Regions from separate parts of the Gasterosteus aculeatus genome. Here region 2 is linked to region 1. A link is a contact called in public Hi-C data. All regions are on one chromosome and are shown on one strand. Each heading gives the region's core, a stretch centred on a gene start, on an enhancer-like site or on the middle of the called end of the contact. The rest is flanking DNA. Distances are from core to core; before and after follow the strand shown.

Region 1 (4,247 bases), core at 405-2,904:
GTGCTTTGGCCTCCCGACCCCAAAAGCGCTCAGAATCAACCGCTCAACTGTGGGAGTAGATAAAAAGCTTGGCAGCAGTCTTGCAACTGCTAACGGCTTCATTTAGGGTTTTTTAAAAAAGGTACAAAATGGAAATTAATGGGAATAGGTAGGAAGCGTGCTCATTAGCCAGATCATATATTAGCTTAGCCTCACTAGTGCAGGTCCCCAAAGGCACTACATCTACAAGCTTGCTATACACAAACAAAGCAATAAACAAGCCCCAGTAAAAGCAAAAGGTCTCTCAATTCCAAGATTTTCTTTCCTACGACTATCGCTATACGTTGAGTTAATGAGATTCAAACCAGATTAGATGCGTTTTTTTCCTCTAGTGATTAAAAAAAAGAAGAAGAACTGTCCCTTTAATGTCTCTGGAGAGGAGATAATGTGCTGAAATCTGAGAATTATATGTTCGGTGTCATTCCTGATTACATGGCGATCCCGCAACTCTTTGTTTTTTATTGTTTGAACGTATGAATCAACTGAGCATGGAAATGTGTTTCGCATTACGCTGTTGTGGACACACAGAGAATTACTTCTCAGAAGTGGTGAGCTGGAAACTCTGCAAATTGCTTGTTTGGATGCACATATTCTGCATAATGCATGAAGCATCTAGCGTAGAACGCGTGTGTGTGTGTGTTTGCGCGTGTGCGCGCTATGAAGGGAGTATGCCTGTGAGAGACAGCAAACAAGATGGGGGAGACTGTGGGAATGGGAGATGGGCTAACGCCATTGATATTTGACATTGAGCAGAGTGGAAAGCTAACACAAGACAGAGGCTGCTTGGTGAAACGCTGTCTACATGAGGCTGCTTGTGGAAGAGGGATGGCTGGATGGATGGGCGGCGTGATGGAAGGAAGGACTGAGACAGGGAGTGGAAGCCAGAGCACTCTCCCTCTTCCTGCATACATCAGCAGCAGGAGGGCAGGGATGCGAGGAGGCCACCGCAAGCCAATTACCAAAACTCATTAAGTAACCTGCTAGTCGGCTTTGAACTGCAGCCCCACTCGCCACCATCCCCCCCCCGTATCATGACTGGATTCCCTGCCGCTTCTCCCTCTTTCTTTTTTTCTTTTATATAAATGGTGGACGAGTTAAAGCATAAATGGCAAAACAGTAATTACATTTTCACATGCTTGCAATGGAAATACAAGCACAACGCGGAAAGGAAACGGCAGTGATGCCGATTGCAGATCGACGGCTTAAAGACACGCTGATGCCAGTATCACAAAGGAAGGAGCGGCTTAGGTTAACGCTAAAACATAGGAAATGATGCATCGGGACACAGAAACAGGAGTGGGTTAGCGCGAGATAGCAGTTGAGGGATGAATGAGTGCTGACAGGCCTGAGCTGTTCTCTCCACTGGAACAGAAAGTAGTGAGAAAGATGGCTGCGAGGAGGAGGAGGAGGAGGAGGAGGAGCACAGCGGAGAAGACAAAGCACAATGAGGGGAGGAGGGGGGGCTGATGATGATGGAGAGATATAAGGCTGAGAGGACCAAGGGCAGGTAGAGAACATGATCAACGTCCAGCGGCTGGGGAATAGAAACATCTCGGGTGAAGGGCAGTGGGGTTTGTGCAGAGGGGAAAACACTGTTAGTGGGTGCTGCAGTGTCACGAAGGATTGTTGACTAACCTTGACTGCATTCACCTCTTAGCTCACACTGCCTCTCAACAAGTATTGACACAACGACAATCTGCAACGACAAAACTGAAAGGGGAAGACCACGCACGCACACGCACACACACACACACACACACACACACACAGAGAGGAAAGGGGGATACAAAAAAAAAATCATAAATGACGTGCAAATGGAACAAACAAGGTGATAACAGCTTGACAGTAGATAAAGGCAGCAGCCATATTTGGCATCACGTTGAACACCTGGTGAACGAAGCCGCTGCAAGAACAAAAAAAATGATAATGCCCCCTCACAGTGCAGTTAACATTTTTCATGAAGAGATTGTGAACATTTATTTTGAGCCCATATTCATTTTCCTCTTTACAATAAACCTTTCTGGATACACACAGATCTAGGTACTCGTGCCTGCTGCACACACTATTAAACACACACTCACACACAGTCGCCCCCCCCCCCCCTGAACCTCCACCCTTATTCCATGAGCCCTCTCTTCTCTGCCTTGCTTGACAAGAGCGCGGAAATAAAAACATCACAGCTCTGCCTCGCAGCACCTGTTCAATAACATTGACATTTCACATTCAGCATCGGCACACCAGGAGATTCTCTGCATTAACTCTCTTTAACACCCAGAAACACACACACACGCGCACACACACACACTATCAATCTGCTACATTTCAATAGCGCACCGACTGGAGAGGTGTATTACGTGTGTGGATTCAGGTCATGCTTGTGCCCGCAGTCACATACAACATCCAAATCAAATCACCTTTTGGTTGGTTGCAAAATTAATGACGATGAGGACAACATGGGAATATATTTCTACATGATTTAAAATATATAGATATAGAATAAAATATTACAACCTATGTGTTTGTTTTATGTCATGTCATAAAGCTCTGAATACTGCGAGAACGGCAGGATGACAGGATTGATGAGCGGAACTAACGGACATCTCTCGAGAGGAGGATGCAGCTAGTTTCCTGATCAATTATTTCTTCATGGTAAAATTGATCGGTGATATTTACCAGAAGTACAAAATGACACTTCAACTTGTTAGTATTCACTGGCTACTCATACTGCAATAGGCCTCCTGAACGCCGCCTGGGTATCGAAGTGAAATGGTCTGTTCCCTTCCTGAACTCCTGAAGAGAACGGCAGGTGTGCAGTGAATAAAATCCAAGCATCTCTTTCCATCCGGTCTCAAACAGCACGGCGAGCCGGCTGCACTGTCAAAAATAGCACAAATACACACGGAAACCCTCCACATGAGCACATAACAATTTATACTCGCGCCAAGATCCAAATTCAAAGGGGATTTGGAGTTCAAAAATATTTGACGTTAACATTTGGCTCAAGTTTCTTTCAGACGCACCGAGACGCGTTTTTGTACGATAGTTGGCCCCCGGGGAGAAGGTGAAATGTGCGCCGGGCCGCAGAGTGCCGCGGCTCAATGGTGTCGCCAGGTGTGTCCTGACCTGGACGGCTGAGCCGGGACATCTGCTTGACGGCATTAGAGCCATCAAGAGCGCTGCCATAACCACAGATTAAATGGCAGTAAATCTGAGGATTAGATCCACGTATGAATAGCTTCCATTCATTTTTGAAATCCCCCTCAGTAACTCTGGAATTTCCGCGGGGAGAGACAACGTGGCCACCAAAGACCCGCCCACGCCGACTCGTCCGTCTCCCGGTCGTTGTTTTTCAATCAGTCTGTGGCAAACCCGTCGTCAGTCTAATCTGCTCGTATCTCGGCCCTACAAGCTGTATCCGAATGGCAAATGGCACGCAACAGCATTCATCAAACCACCCATCCGTCCAGCAACTAAGACGAGCTCCACGGGCCCAGAAATGTCCACTCGTATATTCTAGTGCGCTCATGTGAGAGCAAAATGCTTTCCGTGCTCTGCGAGTTGAGGGTTATTGTATGTGATGACGTTGGGGGCGACGTGGATGATGACAAAGACAAACTGGCCCTTCCTTCTTCATCTTGAGTGAATATGCATGCGCTCAGGACACGCTCGCCCCCCCCGAGAGACCTTTTCCTCCCACGGCAAGTCTCCCCCAAACGCCAAACCTCAATCCCCTCTCTAAACCAAGACCACTGCCAAAACGCCTCCATAACACAGCACCAGGGCGCCAAAGATGGCGTGTGCTGCACCTCCACTGCGTTATGACCGGAGAAATTTGGTCGAGATTAAAACTCTTGGAAACCTGATTCCCTCGTCCATAAGTCCAGTATCGGTCATCACAGCTGACCTTAATTTCCACCTAGCAAGCGGTGATTAGTGTGAGGAGGCTCCATTAACCTTTGAGAAACAGTGTGGAGGCTGCAGAGTCTCGCCAAGTGGAACGCTCTCCTTACTACCTCAGGAAAAAGAAAAGACTGGTGAGATATATATATATATATATTTTTTTTAAGAGAGATACTGAGAAACTCAGTGTGACAGAAGAGCCGCTCCTGTTAGGTAAGCACATTGAGCCGTCGGGCCGGCACATTCATCACCACACAGAATGCCAGTCAGCAGCACCAGCCGGCTCGCTGCCGCTCCGCCACGACGCT
Region 2 (4,437 bases), core at 1,803-4,302, 52 kb before region 1:
GAGAAGGAGTGGCTAATTGGAAGCTCTGAGTGTGTGTGTGTGGGGGGGGGGGGGTTATGGTTCATCCATCGGAGATGACAAATCCAGCAGCAGGTATGTAGCGCCTGTCGGTGCCTGCTGACTACTGAACCCGTAAACACCAGCTGAACATGTCAGTCCCGACAGACGCTGCAGAGATCTGGACAGGAATGCAACCTATCACTTTCCTTCCTTCCTTCCTTCCTTCCTTTAACAACCCCCCCCCCCTCCTACAAGCCGAGAGGGCCGAGACTTTGACCACATCTTGATACCATTTCCTGTCTTCAGCAACCTGGTGTACTCTATCTGAGTAGCATATGGAGCAGCGCTGTGTCTGTATCTTCCTCCCTCTGGAGAGATTAAAGGGCGCTAAGCGGGGCGGCCTTTGGAGAGCATTACACCATCCCGCTGGAATTCCCTCCCGTTCATCCGAGGCCTGCAAAACCAGTGGGATCAAAGGGTGCTGTGTGTAGGGGAAGTTGCAGCTAATTTGCCCTGAAATCAGTGGTTGTCTGGGAGACTGTGCCACTCTCAGGTGGTTTAGGTTATGGTGAGAAGGGGGAGGAGGTGAGAGGTGGTCGGACGGGAAGGAATGAAGAGGCACTAATGCAGAACGGCAACAGAATAACCAAATTCAGACCAAGAAAGTGATGCCGTCTGTTTGCCGAGTGACTGCCATCCGTTTGACTCTGACAGGTGTGTGTGTGTGTGTGTGTGTGTGTGTGCACACGCACAAGTGGGAGTTGATGAAGTCAGAGAAAAACAAGTGGTTTTATGAACATTTTTGAATTATTCCTATTTAGTTAGTCAAATAATACAGATTGTAGTAAAGAGTCATTCCTCTGTCTCCTGAATCTGGATCAGAGCAGGTGAGTATTTTACAACAGTGAAAACTGGAGCACAGATGGTGTAGGTCATTAATCTCGTCTGTGACAACAGTCTTTATAACAGGATTAAGTGCACGATGGCGGAAAACTGGTCACTAAGTATATTATTTACATGAATTACTATACCTGACAACAAGTTTACATCAGTTTTCCATGTGGTAAAAAAACAAACTACAGGTACATAAGAGAGATTAACCATTAACTCAACAAAGCCCCAGGAATAAAACTTCTCTGGCAGAATAACTGCCAGAGAAGTTTTATTCCTGGATATTTAGAGGTGTACATGTTCTACCATTGGGATTATAAAGCTGTGTGTGCGTGCACATGGGCATAAGTATATTCAAATGTCTGTTTACCTGAGAGCAGCAGCATGATAAGTGTCCACGTAGTCGGAGATGAAGAGCTCTCGACTTCTGACCACCGGGTCTGTGATGACCAACTCCCGGCCAGAGTCTGCAGGAAGAGCAGAAACACAGAGGTGACAATGTGCCTATGTGACATTCAGTGCTGAAGACAAACGTGGGAAGAACCGCAACGATGTTCCACCTTAGTCGGTATTACTTGGACGACACACAGTCGGCACATTATGGACCGAGACATCTGATGCAAACATTGAATATCCTGTTTTGATGATTTTTCACTGATGCCGAGTGAGAAGTTTTCAAAAAACGACCCAAGTATCCTTTATTAATCTCGTTGGGAAACTATTCTCTGCGTTTAACCCCACACAGTGAGAGCTGCGTGCAGCCATGAAGGCGTCTTGCTCAGGGACACTTTGACACAGGACATTGAGCAACCACACTGAGCAGGTTATGTACTATCACGAGTGGATGCAGAGTCAGATTTCCTTCTTGTCATCAGGATTTGACCTCCAGCTGCTAAAACAAAAGGGAGGCGTGTCTGTGTTGGAGTGTGATGAGCCAACAGACACCGATGGTGTTGAGAGAGCGCTCAAAGGCCACATGACATCGTGAGTTATTAACACTCGACAGCGTTTCTGTCTGGCTTGAAGGAGTGTTACCGTGGGAACGGCGCTGGAGCCGCGGGATTGGCTCGGTCGCCTGGGACATCGGCTTCTGTTTGAAATGCAATTCACAGCTAACGCTTATACCCCCCCCACCCCCCCACTCGCCCGGCTTTCTGGAGCGATGCGGCAGGTGTGTGTGTGGGTGTGTTTGTGAAGGAGTGTTGTGTTACTGGGGAAGAAAGTGTATTGACTGTGTCAGTGTGTGTGTGTGTACAGTAGAGGTGCACATGCACGGATGTGTTTCAACAAACAAAAGGCAGCCTCACCGTTCTCGTTGTTGCGATCCTGCACCAGGTGCTGGTAGACGGAGTCGGGCACCTCTGACTGGCGGTAGTACCACTTCACATTCATCAGCAGATGGTCCCGTTTACTCTGCGACACACGGAGACACAGGGCGAGTGAGCAGCAGACAAAGAGCGATCCCACGCTAAGATAAACAGACATCATTTTGTTTGATTTTGTGTCGGGGGGGGCGGTGGGGGGGTATGACTCACGCAGGCTGATGCCAGAAAGCACACAGAGAGACCGAGTCAATTAAAAAGGGATTGCAGAAGCATTTAGAGCTTTAATAAAGTAAACAGTGGGATAGCAGTCGCTGGAGGGAGAGTGGAGAGAGAAAGAGGAACGAGGCGGGAGGGAGAGTTCAATGCTTCTTATCCCTTAATGACATAAGTGACATATTCCAATCATACATTTTTTTATATCCAGACTTTTACAGCTTTTACAGTTTACCCATAAATGAAATCATCAAGTGCTGCCACCCACTGGGCTTTTGATAAAGTGCAAGTCAGCAGAGGCTTGTATTCCCTTAGATGACCAGCAGGTGGCAGCACTGAGGTGAGAAGAGAGCTTCATCAGGGCCACTCATTGACAAAACAGCAGAGGGAACGGGGGGGGGGGGGGGGGGGGGGGGGAGTGAAGCCAACACGAATGTGAGAGATGAAAAGGGCAAACTAGCGTTTTCATTCCATGTTATAAAATATTTATTGTGCCTTCACAAAAGCCCAACTGATCGTCACAGTGGTTTGAAAGAACATGCGAGGGAGAGACGGCTAGGAGTGTGTGTGTGTGTGTGTGTGTCTCAGTCCAGAGACACACACACACACTCCTAGCCGTCTGTATTGGGGGCTCTGCCACGCTGCACTGCACGAACCGACTGAGACACCTGCACCACTCGCAGGAGAAAAGGAGAATTGAGCAATTTGGAAAAACAGAGGAAGGCGGGGGTCTACGGAAATCTAAAACAGACAGTCAAACCTCCCCTGTTTCCTGGCTCTTAACTGTATCTGTGTGTGTGTGTGTGTGTGTGTGTGTGTGTGTGCGCGCACGCGTGTGTGTTGTAGGAACATGAGGTCAGAGTCAAGATATTTAAAGCCTTTAGAGTACATTGTTCGGTTGTGTCACTGGGGAGGAGGCTGAGCACACGCAGCCAAGCAAATCATCACCTCCCTAAACCCTCAAAGCCCACCTCTGGTTTTCCCATTCCCTCCATTCCTCCCTCCCATCCTCCCTTCCTCCCCCTCCATCTCTCTCATTCCAACCCCACCGATACCATGGGTTTTTTCTTCTTCCTGCCCGTTCCTCCCCTCCTCCAACCTTGAGCCGGGAGGTGGAATGACTGGGTAAGTGAGCCAGGACGTATTAAACAGCAGCTGGATTCACACACACTTTGCTTGTGATTCAACAGAGAGCCATACATGTGGACGGACCTCCGAGCACGTAGACCTACATGTGCCGTGTGAGTGGAGGATTGTGTGCAATGACGTCATGCCCCCCCCCCTCCCCGCCATATTACCACCCATCCCAACCTCTCTTCTATCCGGTGTTCAGACACTGCTGCCTTCTAGGCCTGACACATCACAACGAGTAGTTATCCGCCACTTATACATAATTAATACTTTAAGGCGACTGTTAAACACTGGCAGTGTGCTACCTGAACATGTCATTTTCTGCCGGTGGTACCGAGAAATCAAAGGGGTTTTAGAGGGCCCGGGGACACGGCGTCTGATGCGAGACGGAGAAGGTTTCACAGCTCATTCACGAGGCCTGCGTTATTTTAACCCCACGGAACGAGACGAAGCACGGGGGGGGGGTGCGATCATCGGTATCCTCGTCACTACAAAGCAGCAGCCGCTGCTGCAAGCAGATTGCTGTTTAGAAGCTCGTGGCGGCGTTAAGCCCCCTCAGAGGAGAGAGAGAGAGATATGCAGCGCGTAGTGGGAGAGAAGCACAGCTTTCAATTATCACAATCCTAAACACACACACACACACACACACACACACACACACACAGGGAGGAAGAAATGAGCAGATAACACCAGGAGAAAATCAAGGGGAATGATCGACTGCTCAGGCTCGCCACACAAAACCAGAGTTGTATTGTGTTCCCATTTGTTTTTTCTCCTGCCAAAGGAAATCACAGGGAGAACATGTGCGGGGAACGAAAATGCTGAATTGATTAGAGACATTCCACGCTGCCCGCAGAGAGCCGAGCCCCGCACGCCG

What was found. Hi-C and Micro-C count contacts between places; a contact is called where the count stands out from the background.
Region 2: a Hi-C map of liver shows a contact between it and region 1, with 3 times the contacts expected there. The contact joins two enhancer-like sites. A contact is called at or near these places in 6 of 6 Hi-C or Micro-C datasets (blood and trunk muscle, liver, skeletal muscle and 2 more).

Annotation. Positions count from the first base shown.
Region 1 is chr2:12,098,793-12,103,039 of fGasAcu3.hap1.1, reverse strand. All of the region lies in intron 1 of rerea (arginine-glutamic acid dipeptide (RE) repeats a), which reads right to left. Among protein-coding and RNA genes, the nearest start is that of rerea, 23 kb to the right of the region's middle. Within about 2 kb of position 1,654, at least 1 of the 9 cell types and tissues checked has open chromatin away from gene starts, as enhancers often do. A contact at or near this core is called in liver, where this site is marked.
Region 2 is chr2:12,152,101-12,156,537 of fGasAcu3.hap1.1, reverse strand. rerea (arginine-glutamic acid dipeptide (RE) repeats a) reads right to left here. Exons shown (of 22, transcript XM_078093062.1): 4 at 2,199-2,304; 5 at 1,262-1,358. Among protein-coding and RNA genes, the nearest start is that of samd11, 65 kb to the left of the region's middle. Within about 2 kb of position 3,052, at least 4 of the 9 cell types and tissues checked have open chromatin away from gene starts, as enhancers often do. A contact at or near this core is called in liver, where this site is marked.